Linked DNA regions of Salvelinus alpinus: region 1 is linked to region 2. Evidence: chromatin contacts called from public Hi-C data. All regions are on one chromosome and are shown on one strand. Each heading gives the region's core, a stretch centred on a gene start, on an enhancer-like site or on the middle of the called end of the contact. The rest is flanking DNA. Distances are from core to core; before and after follow the strand shown.

Region 1 (6,239 bases), core at 1,982-4,481, 480 kb after region 2:
CTCATCTCTATAGAGCTGCTGTCTATGCTGTCTGACAAACTATTTTAGTAGTTCGTCAAAGTAAATAAGATATACTTTTATGACTGCTGAATACCAACTAACAATCATTTAGATCATGTATTTTCAGGTAGAAACCTTGCAAAGTAACAGCTGCTCACTACATCCCCTCACTATCATGCAATCTTCTGTCTCCTCCAGCAGAAGTAAAATAAACACAACCCGGACAAGTAGATGTGCAATGGATTATGGTCATTAGCTAGGTTTCCATCCAATTGGTGACAGATTTTCATGCGAATACAATAGAATCCGCATAAAGAAAATATGTGCATTTTCCCACAAGTGTTGTGTTTCCACCAAATTGACTTTTCTGTAGATAAAAATCAGTGCGTGATGACGTAGTACACACAAAATGTACTTGTTCGCTTAAATTTTCATGTACCGAATAAAAATCTAAAATTCTATATGTTTCAATCGCATTTTCAGCTCTACCGATGCTTTTGTCACAAAAACGGTTGAGTTAAATAGCAAATGTGCCTACTCTGGTCTTCGCACATGCGCTCTAGCCAACAGTTTGCAGATACATTGCGTGTAGGCTCTGCAGGTAGGCTGGTCTACACAATGAGATTATTATAGATAAGAGCGAGAATATTTTTATTTGTCACATAAAAAATACCCTCGATATTTATTGGAAATGAGCATCAAGATCACCGTGAACTTTCAACACATTGTGAAGCTCATCATAACTTGTTTTTAATTTTTTTTAACAGTAACATGCAAAACACAAAAAACAGAATAGCCAGATCTGTAACCTAATTAACTGCATTGTCGTAGTGGAAGGACCACACATCATATCATCGCGTAACTCAAAATGTACTTCGATATGACGGTTATTAAATCCATTTTTGCGCTTAAAGGCATTTGTACCACCATTTCTCGCAGAATTAATTGTACGGACACAAAAAGATCCCAACATGTCAAACAAACAAATGATCTGTCAGCATTTACAAAATTGTACCGAAACGTCCTGTTCCATCACAGCTGTCGTGACTTTTTTTTCAATATGGTATGACTTTATTCGCATAAAAACGGGATAGAAACATGGTTATTGTCGTTCATTACCACGTTTTATGCGCTAAACTATGTAGAATATTGGCCTGTTGGAAACTAAAACTCCCTACTACATCACAGTTCAGGCTGGGTCTGATTTTTCTCTAGCGAAACTGTGCATTGTGCGCATTGAGCTCACAGAAAAAACGTCTTTCAAATAGTTGTTTTAAAAAAGTCAAATAACTGAAATGTCAGTTAATCGCTCAGCACTAATACCAAGGTAACTCCTATTAAATGATGTAACTCTTGCTGGTAGATCTACAGTGTGATCTAGTTATTTAACAGATCGTGCTACTGTGGTCAGATTAAACTAATGCACACCCAACAATTACATTTTAAAATTAAAATCCCACCAACCATTATAAACCAACTACCGCAGCATGAAATTATGCTCAATCACTCATAATTTCGTGAAACAACCAGGGACATTACATTACAAAAAAAATGGTATTTTGATGGAAAGCTGTAATGAGCTGTTTGTTTATAGCTACACATTCCAGTCTAGCACTCTCAGAGGTAGAAGGGACGTGATGAAGAGGCATGATTTGAATTGAAAGAGTTTAAAAGAAAACAACTAAAGCAAAGAGGTGTCTCAAAAATCAATGAAGCAGCAATGGAAACAACCACGATTAGTAAACCCTGTAGTCGCGTGGTAATTGAACAGTCAAAATGCACAGTATGTTGTTGTATCGGCCACAGTAGGCTAGGCATAGTATATTCATCTAAGATTATACAAAAATAAAACAATTAATGCAGCACTTAATTATTATGTGGTTGAAATCCTTCTATTGAGCCACACATCAAATACTATTGTGTGAGGGAGTGGGGAGAGGAAAACTAAGAGGAGGGATGAATGGACTAGAATGAAAACAAAAATGAGTGATAGGCTACCAATCATGGGGAGAATGGGAGGATCAAATCCTGCAGGCTGGTCCCTACTGTCATGGCTTGTGTTATCACATTTATTTGCCCTCTACTATCTCTCTGTGATGGTGCTACTTCCGACCGGGAATAGAACATCCCAATCTTTAGGGAATCAATAGCTTCCAAATTAAAGTTACTAGCTCTAGTAATGTTTGCATACATTAATTTGGATGCCACAGATTCTCTTAAAATTGGGAAGAAATTGAAATTATTAGAAATTCTATCATCATATGGTTAAAAATGTAATTATTGTAATAGGTAGCCTACCGAATATATTGCACATCGCTGACCAGATGTGGAGCAGCGGAAACTTAGACTATGTCATAATAAACCACCGTGATAGGCCATTATAATGTATAGCGATATGTCCTATTGAATCGATACAATCCATTACAAATCAAACCTGACAATAAGCCTACACAAATAGTCTAAATTGTGTTTTAGAGCAGAGCATTTGACAAATAATAGCTGGGGTATTTAAAACAATAAGACAGACAAGGACAATTGATTCAGTTGTCATGCAATTCACCACAGTAGCTACATTGACGAACTCAATAAAACCCCTATGAAACGCGTGTTTAGGGTGTAAACTATACAATTACGCATCCCGATTTCAAGCTGATATTTACAGAGAGCAAAACCAGCAACTGTGAACTTCCCCCATTCATGAGGTGGCACTATAGGTCCCTGTGAGTGTGTGCGCACCGAATACGTCCTAGCGCTACATAGTCCTACAATGCACAATCTGACAATAGAGGCAAAGCGCAGATACGCAGAGCTCTAAAATAATTCCTCACACTCATCTCTCACTTTAATGTGTTCCGAGAAGGAATGCGAGCATTCCAGGAGTCCAACGCCAAAAGCCAGGGCGCATCGATGTGGCAGCGCAGCTAGGTTAGTCTTCAGAAAAAAGCCTCTGACAAAGACGTTATTAGCTACATCATGTAAATAAAAAGAAACACTTGTACGTACCACTGTTGCTCCAGTTCCCAGTCCCTAAAGAAGTCAAACTCGAATAGGTCCATGGTTGGTCCCCGTTGTCTGATTCAGGAAGGAACCGGTGCCTGCTCAACGTAGCCTATGCGTCAGTCTACATATATCAATTCTGTGGATCTGCTAAATGTAACTAGCTATGCTGTACGGTGTTCTCTCTGGCGAACTGACACACACTGCAATGACAACACCACTGCCTCCTGCCTGCCTCCGGTCTCCAACGCTCACAGTGAACAAAAGGCGGAGCTTGAGACAGGCAGAAGCGGCGACTCCGAGCCCGGGTAGTCCAAATTGAGGTTAGCAAAAATTATATTTGCCCCACCCATTTTAAGTGTAAACGTCAGCTGTCAAAAACAACTATAGATGAAGAAGAAAAAAAAGAGTCAATGGTTAATAGGCCTGTGAGGAAATCATAACAAACAATATTTTATTATAAGTTATAACGTTATAACCTTTAGAAATGATGATGCATATGCATGTTTAAGCAGTGTGGGATAATTGTGCATTACCATGCATTAGCATTATTCACAACAGTTGTTTCCAGATGCAAAGGTCATATTACTATTGACTGATCATAGACTAGGGCAAGTTCAAATCAAATCAAATGTTATTAGTCACGTGCGCCGAATACAACAGGTGTAGTAGACCTTACAGTGCAATTCTTACTGACGAGCCCCTAACCAACAGTGCAGTTTCAAAAAACCAAAAAATACGGATAAGAATAAGAGATAAAAGTAACAAGTAATTAAAGAGCAGCGGTAAAAAATAGCAATATATACAGGGGGGTGTCGGTTCAGAGTCAATGTGCGGAGGCACCGGTTAGTTTAGGTAGTATGTACATGTTGGTAGAGTTATTGAAGTGACTATGCATAGATGACAACAGAGAGTGGCAGTGGTGTGGAGAGGGGGGGGGGGGGCAATGCAAATAGTCTGGGTAGCTATTTGACTAGATGTTCAGGAGTTTTAGTTTATTTTATTTTTACAGGGACAGTGCACATTAATCAACGTTTCAGTAAAAGTGCCGGTTTTAGCCAGCCGGCTAGTTTTCAACCGCAGTCCCTGGGCAGGTTATTTCTTATGACTTGGGGGTAGAAGCTGTTTAGAAGCCTCTTGGACCTAGACTTGGTGCTCCGGTACCGCTTGCCGTGCGGTAGCAGAGAGAACAGTCTATGACTAGGGTGGCTGGAGTCTTTGACAATTTTTAGGGCCTTCTTCTGACACCGCCTGGTATAGAGGTCCTGGATGGCAGGAAGCTTGTCTCCAGTGATGTACTGGGCCGTTCACACTACCCTCTGTAGTGCCTGAAGGTCGGAAGCCGAGCAGTTGCCATACCAAGCAGTGATGCAACCAGTAAGGATGCTCTCGATGGTGCAGCTGTAGAACCTTTTGAGGATCTGAGGACCCATGCCATATTCCCCCTGAGGGGGAATAGGTTTTGTCATGCCCTCTTCACGACTGTCTTGGTGTGCTTGGACCAGGAGTTGTGTTTAGAGTATATATGACCCATATTGACTGATCATAGACTAGGGCAAGTTCATGAGTTGTGTTTAGAGTATCTATGACCCATATTGACTGAATAAATGGGTGTTGTTGACAGCACCGTGACCTATTGGGCTCTACATTCTCACAGCAGACAGAGGTGTTAGAAATGATAGAGGTTCACAGTAATGGGGATATATGTTTGAGACAGATGATATCATTTCATATTTTTATTGAGCCAATCAATCTCCTGTGTAATCATAACAATGAAAAGAGGGCTGCTATAAATTATTTGGCGGCGCTATAGCTGCATAGGCCATGTGGGGAACAGACAGGCGGCGCGGCAGCACGGCAGTGGAGGAAACAGCTCTGTAGATTAATGTATACTGTAGTGAGGGAGCTGTGATGGAAACATTAGAAACATCAGCAGTATGTCTAGAAGGACTGTCTGCTTCCATCAACAGCACACTGCATGGGTCCTGTAATATGGAGCAGGAGTGTAGGCCACAGTAAAAGAGACATGTTAGCCTACATGACTGTATCATGATTTGCCTGGCTACCATGTGGTGCCAAAGGTAATAAAAAGCCTTATCATGATACATCTCTCCACCTCACATGTAAAGGCTGGGAGTCTATTTGGATTTATGGCATATGCCCCGAGTTTATATGAATTTTCCAGAATAGTAAAGGGACCTAGGTTTCGGTCAGACACACTCTGGGACCCAAATGGCTTTCTGGATGGCGTGCGATTAGAACAACTTGGTCTTCTGTTAGCCAGCTAGTATCAGGAGGAACCATCTGGAACCCATATGGCACAAATGGAAACACGTAGTGTCTGCTTTATTACCTGTTCTGTATGGCCAGTGGTAAAGCAGAGGACAGGAGGAGGGGTGGATAATTCATTGTGTTGGTCGTTATGCCAGGGTGCTCAGGTACACAGCACACCTTGCCTCACATGGGGAATGTTGCCTTTCAGAGCAGCAGACATCTCCTTTATCATGACTAAAGGCTTATTCAACTACACAGCCAATTCACCACAGTACTGGGTTCTACCCAGAAAAAAAGACAAACAGCCTTAGGGAAATGCTAAATAATACAATATCAACTAAACATCATATAAAGCATGATACAATCAAATCAAATCAAATTGTATTAGCCACATGCGCCGAATACAACAGGTGTAGACCTTACATTGAAATGCTTACTTACGAGCCCTAAACCAACAATGCAGTTAAAAAAAATACGGGTAACAATAAGAAACAAGAAATAAAAGTAACAAGTAATTAAAGAGCAGCAGTAAAATAACAATTACGAGACTATATACAGGGGCTACCGGTACAGAGTCAATGTGCGGTGGCACCGGTTAGTTGAGGTAATATGTACATGTAGGTAGAGTTATTAAAGTGACTATGTATAGATGATAACAACAGAGAGTAGTAGTGGTGTAAAATAGAGGGGGGGGGGGGGGGGGGGCAATGCAAATAGTCTGGATAGCCATTTGATTAGATGTTCAGGAATTTTAGTAAGCTGTTACTAATCTGTATTTGTGGTTTGTCATTCAGTTTGGGGTGTAGTTGGTAATGTGTGATGACTATAGAGAAAGCTGTGGTGGGAAAGGGCCTTTCAGTCTCTCTCGCTGGTTGGGTGTTTGGTTTGGGTAGTCTGGGGTAGATTCCAGCACTGCTCTGCGTAATGCGCTGGGTGCCTCCCAGTATCTCCCAGTACCTCCAAGTGCC
Region 2 (6,280 bases), core at 498-2,997:
CACTTCTATCCAGTGGTGTAAAGTACTTAAGTAGTTTTTTGGGGGTATCTGTACATTATTATTTATATTTTTCCAACTTTTACTTCACTACATTCCCAAAGAAAATACAATTTTCCCTGACACCCAAAAGTACCTTTTACATGTTGTCAGGAAAATTGTCTAAATTCACACACGTATCAAGATAACATCCCTGGGATCCCTACTGCCTCTGATCTGGCGGACTCACTAAACACAAATGCTTCGTTTGTAAATTATGTCTGAGTGATGGAGTGTGCCCCTGGCTATCCGTCAATTAAAAATACAATTGTGCCGTGTGGCTTGCTAAATATAAGACATTTGAAATGGGTTATACTTTTACTTTTGATACTTAAATACATTTGAGCAATTCCATTTAGTTTTGATACTTAAGTAGGCCTATATTTAAAACCAAATACTTTTAGACTTTTACTTGAGTCACTTTCTATTAAGGTATCTTTACTTTTACTCAAGTATGACAACTGAGTACTTTTTCCAGCACTGCTTCTATCAAACTATAGAGTAGAGTTGTGGGTGAGACAATGGGGTCCTTTCAGCTGGTGCTCCTTGGGCCATGCTGGGAATTTCGCCTGGATCCTACGGAAAGAAAATATTTATAAATCAATCAAACCACTTTTTAATGCTTTCCTAAAATACAATTCAAGCCACTGATTATAGCATCACTGCTATTCAAAATCATGAAATGTTATTTTTATAGCTCCATGGAGCAATTATCAAATGCAATGTAATATGAATGAATAGCCTATCGAAAAGAAGAATAGGAAGATGCTATTAAAACCTGTCAGATTTAAACAGAAATCCCCTTGGTAAATTCTGCTTCCTCATTCTCACACAATCAACAACATATGCACACAAATCAACCTACATCAGCCCAAAGCCGTTCCCATTGTCTTCCCAGCCATGGTCCAAATTAATTATGTGGTAAATGGAGGTGAAAACGCCCTTCGCGCAAAAATTGACACAATAACCATCATATCGACGTTAAATTTGGAGTCTCGTGATGATATGGTGTGTGGTCCTCCCACTACAACCCGGGAAACCATGCAGTTTATTAGGCTACAGATAAAATCAATTATGATGAACTTCACAGGGTGGTGAAAGTGCACGATGATGCGCTTGATGCTACTTTCCAATAGCCTATCAATGGTCTTATTCTGGTGACATGATCATCGATGCGTGACTGCCGTTTGACAAATACAAAAATTATCCGCTTTATCAATAATAATCTCTTAATGTAGAAGAGCCTACATGAAGAACCTAGAAGAGCACTGCATCTGCGAGCTGTTGACACATTTGCTATGTGTTTTTGTGACAAAACTATCGGTAGAGTTGAAAATGCGATGGAAACACATTGAACTTTAGATTTTTATTCGGTACATGAAAATTTAAGCGATAAAGTACATTGCGTGCATTACGTCATCATTCACTGATTTGTAACTGCAACAAGTCCATTTTGTGGAAACATTTGCAACATTTGTTATGCGGATTCTAGAATATTGGCATGCAAATCTGTCGCCAATTGGATGGAAAGGTAGCTACTCACTGATTTCATTTGTATAGAATAAGTTTGTGCATATTGAAAATTATAGGATTACCTGTCAACTACATAAATAAAGGCGGGGCGTCTAGGTTTCAGAGCATGACGTGGACTTTCCAACGACCAATGGAAATAGAGAGAGGGAAGGTCCTTTCAGCCAGGAAGGTATTTCAGTACACACGACGCGATCAATGTTTTGACACAGTCATTAGTAGTCCCGTGTGTGTATATGTCCATGCAATACCCTTATAGACCATGCACGAGCTTCATTAGCTTAACATTTTCTTAGCTTTGAGAAGCTGCGTTGCCTCACGATGTCTCTGTCTGTCCAGAAATGGGTTTGCGTCCTGATTCTGTGTATGTTCTCTCATGACGTTGTTGCAAAAACAGGTAACTCACTTTTCAAAAACATTTATAGTAAATCGCTTCTTGTTGATGTTGAGTTTTGAAAGGCGTCTGTGAGAACGTATTATTGATCAGTAACATTGTTACAACTTTAGTCATGTTGGCCAATGTATGGTGTTCGTTCAAAGCTTGCTACGTTGTAGCTGATTTTTAATGCGGGGAAATGATGGCTGCCAAATTCTGATCTTTTGCGAAATACATGATCTGATTGGTCAAAAGACCAATTTTAGTAGCGAGGGAATCAGAATTGGGCTGCCTGTGTGAACGCAGCCATTGTAACCTTGACTAATTTGTCTTTCTTTAGTTAGGCGCAACGTTCTCTTCATCATTGCTGACGATTTGAGACCAACATTAGGATGCTACGGGGATCCTATTGTAAAGTCCCCAAACATTGATCAACTTGCCTCTAAAAGTAACGTCTTTCTCAACGCATATGCCCAGGTAGTCCTACAACAAAGTGATTTAACGCTGTAGCGCAAGCCTACTTTAGTTGGTAATTCATTTTCTACCAGTGATTGTAACTATATAAATTAATGTCCCATTTTGTCTCTCTCATTCAATTTGTAGCAAGCAGTGTGTGGACCAAGTCGAACCTCCTTGCTAACAAGTCGTAGACCTGACACAACCCGGTTATATGACTTTAACTCCTACTGGAGAGTGCATGCGGGGAACTACACCACTCTCCCTCAGTACTTCAAGTCAAAGGGCTACACCACCATGTCGGTTGGAAAGGTTTTTCACCCAGGTAAAAGGATCCTAGACATTTTGTTTTTCAGGTTGACATTTTATTGGGATGAATCTATTCCTGAAGGCTGAGTGGTTTCTGCTAGATGGGTCAGCCGCAAAGTCAAAATTGGTTATAATAGTAAAAAATGCATAAACAAATGTTTGTTTTGGCCCTAATTGAAAGTTGGGTGTAAGGTTAGCAGTGTGTTTAGGTTTCAAATCTGACTTTGTGTCTAGTGACCAACCAGCAGAGCTGCCGCCAGGACAAGATTCATCCCAATAAATGCCAACCTGCCATTTGTCTTAGACCTACTTAAAATGTTAGTGGTTGGTGATTTCTTATAAGTCTACATTGAAAAATTTGTAACAATTATCTTGTGTGCTCCTCAGTGTTCAATGTTGTAAAACCCCTTATTGCACAAAATAACCAAGATCTCTTGTCATGTGACGTGAATCTATCAAATTGCCAGAGGCTGTTTCCCATGTCGTCTTAATACTAATATCGCTGTGTTTTGTGCTGAAGGCATAGCCTCTAATCACTCGGATGATTACCCGTACAGCTGGTCTGTACCTCCTTATCATCCTCCCTCTTTCAAGTATGAAAATATGAAGGTCAGTGTTTGTCTTGACTGCTGCCATAACTCCCTCGTCTACAGATGCTTTAGCCATATATGGCTAAAATGATGTCGGTATACTGAATAGTCTATTTACTTTAGTGAATGGATTCCATTCTGTATACAGACATTCATTTTAAGATAAATGGCTACAGATGCTTATGCATGTCTGATTTGAGCCCTCTGTGTATTATGTCTAGTTTAATTGCCTAATATAAGATGTTTCTCATGCATTTTAACAAATTCCGACAGGTTTAATGTTTAGCATGAATGAAATGTACTGCTTTGTTTAGGTTTGCAAGGGCAGTGATGGCAAACTGCATGCCAACCTGCTGTGCTCAGTTAATGTGTCTGAAACCCCTCTTGGGACACTGCCAGACATGGAGAGCACAGAGGAGGCCATCAGGCTGCTCAAGTCCACAAGGGATTCTGGCAAGAACTTCTTTCTGGCTGTTGGATTCCACAAACCTCACATTCCCTTCAGAATCCCACAGGTACTGCAGCTGCCTGGCTTACTTCATCATAACACCAGGAGCAGTTAAACCAGAGTTTCCCGTACTCGGTCCTCAGGTTCCAAAGGGTGCACGTTTTGATTTTTGCTCTACACCGCTGACTCAAATATCAACTAATCAAGCTTTGATCATTTGGATCTGCTGTGTAGTGTTAAGGTAAAAAAACTAAACGTTCACTCCTTGGATTCCCGAGGACCGAGTTTGGAATACGCTGGGTTAAACCATGACTTAGATGAGCAATAAATACAAATCTCTCAATAAATGTAGATGGTATGATTTGTAACCTACTGATGAAACTGCCTTTGCTCTTGTAAACTGTAATTTCGTTCTTAAATTGCGTAACTCTGTATTAGGACTTCTTGACACTCTATCCCCTGGATAAGATGAGCCTGGCTCCAGACCCTGACGTTCCTAAAGGCCTCCCCAGCGTGGCCTACAATCCCTGGACTGACATCAGGAAAAGGGAAGATGTCCAAGCTCTAAACATCAGCTTCCCATACGGGCCAATCCCAAAGGATTTCCAGGTTGGTTAGGTGTACTTTCATTATTTGCAGGAACAAAGTATCTTTTCTAATTAGTTTTTAATGTGGCTATAGATGGTTGAAGCACAACTGGTGGGGTTCTTTACTTCCAATCTGTTACATGAGGTGATATGATGCAGATAAATGTTGAACTATTTAAACATTTTTACAAAAATCTACAGGTAGAAGCAGCATATTATACTACAGCAGGTTGCATACTGTTATGTATTATTGATATACCATAAATGTTGGATTCAGCTCCAGATTCAACAGCACTATTATGCGTCTGTGTCATACATGGACTCCCAAGTGGGTCGGTTGTTGAATACTCTGGATTATCTTGGCCTGGCTGAAGACACTGTTGTGGTCTTTACATCTGACCATGGTAAGTCGACTCTTCCTTCTGTTTCAATACATTATGTACTGTAGAGATGGGAAATCTGCTGCATACATCAAACTGCTGTCTAGCCTATAATAGATTGTCAACAGGTAAATTGCTTGTGTAGTTTGTCCACTAGATGGGGCTGTGACAACACAAATTCTGCCTTTACGCTTCTGAGTTGACAGACTTCACCAGCCTCAAGCTTGGATCCCTTCAAACCTTATGTTGACTTGACTAGGAACTGTTTATGCATGTTGTATAGCGATAATTAAATGTTAGTCTTGTTTAAATACGTTGGTGTTTAGGTATGTATTTGTAATATTAGTCATTTCTCTTACAGGCTGGTCACTTGGGGAGCATGGAGAATGGGCCAAATACAGCAACTTTGACGTGGCCACTCGCGTTCCACTAATGTTCTACGTAGCAGGTATGACTGCAGTCCGTCCTTGGCCAGAGGACGAGACCTTCCCCTACATGGATGTGTTTGGCCCAACACCGCATCGCTTCACACAAGGTATACTATACACTCCTATAGTCAATAACTAGTTTTCATTCCTCGTGCACTTTTTATCACTGATCTGGCAAGACGTGATGGAGGCAGTATGGTGGAAACCGATCCAGTTTATTCTTCCCATCAGTGGTAGTGAAGGAGAGGAAGCCATTAGGAAGATTGAATTGCATACTCCTCGCGTCTTCTCCTCTCGTCTTCTCAACCCATTGGCAGAGGGGAGGGACCTCTGGCCTTCTCATGCAATGGGTTCTGAGAAGGATAGGACGTGAGGCTTACGCAATTGAGTAAATGTGCTGCGTCTAGACGGGTATCTCAATTCTGCTTTTTTCAGGTATTTGTATTTTGGCTTATCAGATCAGCTCTGGAAAAAGAACTCATGTGAAAAGACCTATTGTGATTGGTCAGAAGACCTATTAGTGAAAACGATATCAGAATTGGGCTGGCTGTGTAAATGCTACCTTTGAGACACTATTCTGCTTTCTTCTAGTCATTCTCCCAGGACAGATTATTGCAGGAAGTTTGTGCTCCACTATGGCTGCGTTTACACAATATTGATATTTTTTCCACTAATTGGGCTTTTGATCAATCACTACTTTTTCAGAGCTGATCTCATTGGTCAAAATGGTAATTGGTGAAAATATCAGCATTAGGCTGCATTTAGACAGGTAGCCTATGTAACATTGTTATTCCCCATATAATGTCGTAGACTATCGGTTGTGGGGCTGTGACTCACACTACCTCTTCTCCACAGGAGGAACAGTGAGCAACGTGAACGAGCTGCTAGACGTCTTCCCCACTGTGTCTGTCCTGGCTGGGCTGAAGCCCCTGCTCCCCTGTCCCGACAACTCCTTCGACGTGGAGCTCTGCACCGAGGGACACGACTTGACCAACACCTTCAACAATGACAACAACAGAAAGAAGTCTGATGGCATTGCCTTCAGCCAGTACCCCCGGCCCGCCGACACCCCCCAGGAGAACTCAGACCTGCCCGACCTGAAGGACATCCGGATAATGGGCTATTCTCTGCGCTCCTGGG

What was found. Hi-C and Micro-C count contacts between places; a contact is called where the count stands out from the background.
Region 1: a contact with region 2 is called in a Hi-C map of muscle, with 7 times the contacts expected there. The contact joins the promoter of LOC139581503 here to the promoter of ids in region 2. A contact is called at or near these places in 2 of 3 Hi-C or Micro-C datasets (muscle and red muscle).

The regions. Positions count from the first base shown.
Region 1 is chr7:66,969,572-66,975,810 of SLU_Salpinus.1, forward strand. It overlaps LOC139581503 (AF4/FMR2 family member 2-like), which reads right to left and starts at 3,232. Exons shown (of 21, transcript XM_071411328.1): 1 at 3,004-3,232. The coding sequence starts at 3,056.
Region 2 is chr7:66,493,939-66,500,218 of SLU_Salpinus.1, forward strand. It overlaps ids (iduronate 2-sulfatase), which reads left to right and starts at 1,748. Exons shown (of 9, transcript XM_071411326.1): 1 at 1,748-1,963; 2 at 2,283-2,419; 3 at 2,546-2,723; 4 at 3,228-3,316; 5 at 3,612-3,812; 6 at 4,184-4,354; 7 at 4,610-4,736; 8 at 5,074-5,247; 9 at 5,996-6,280. The coding sequence starts at 1,888.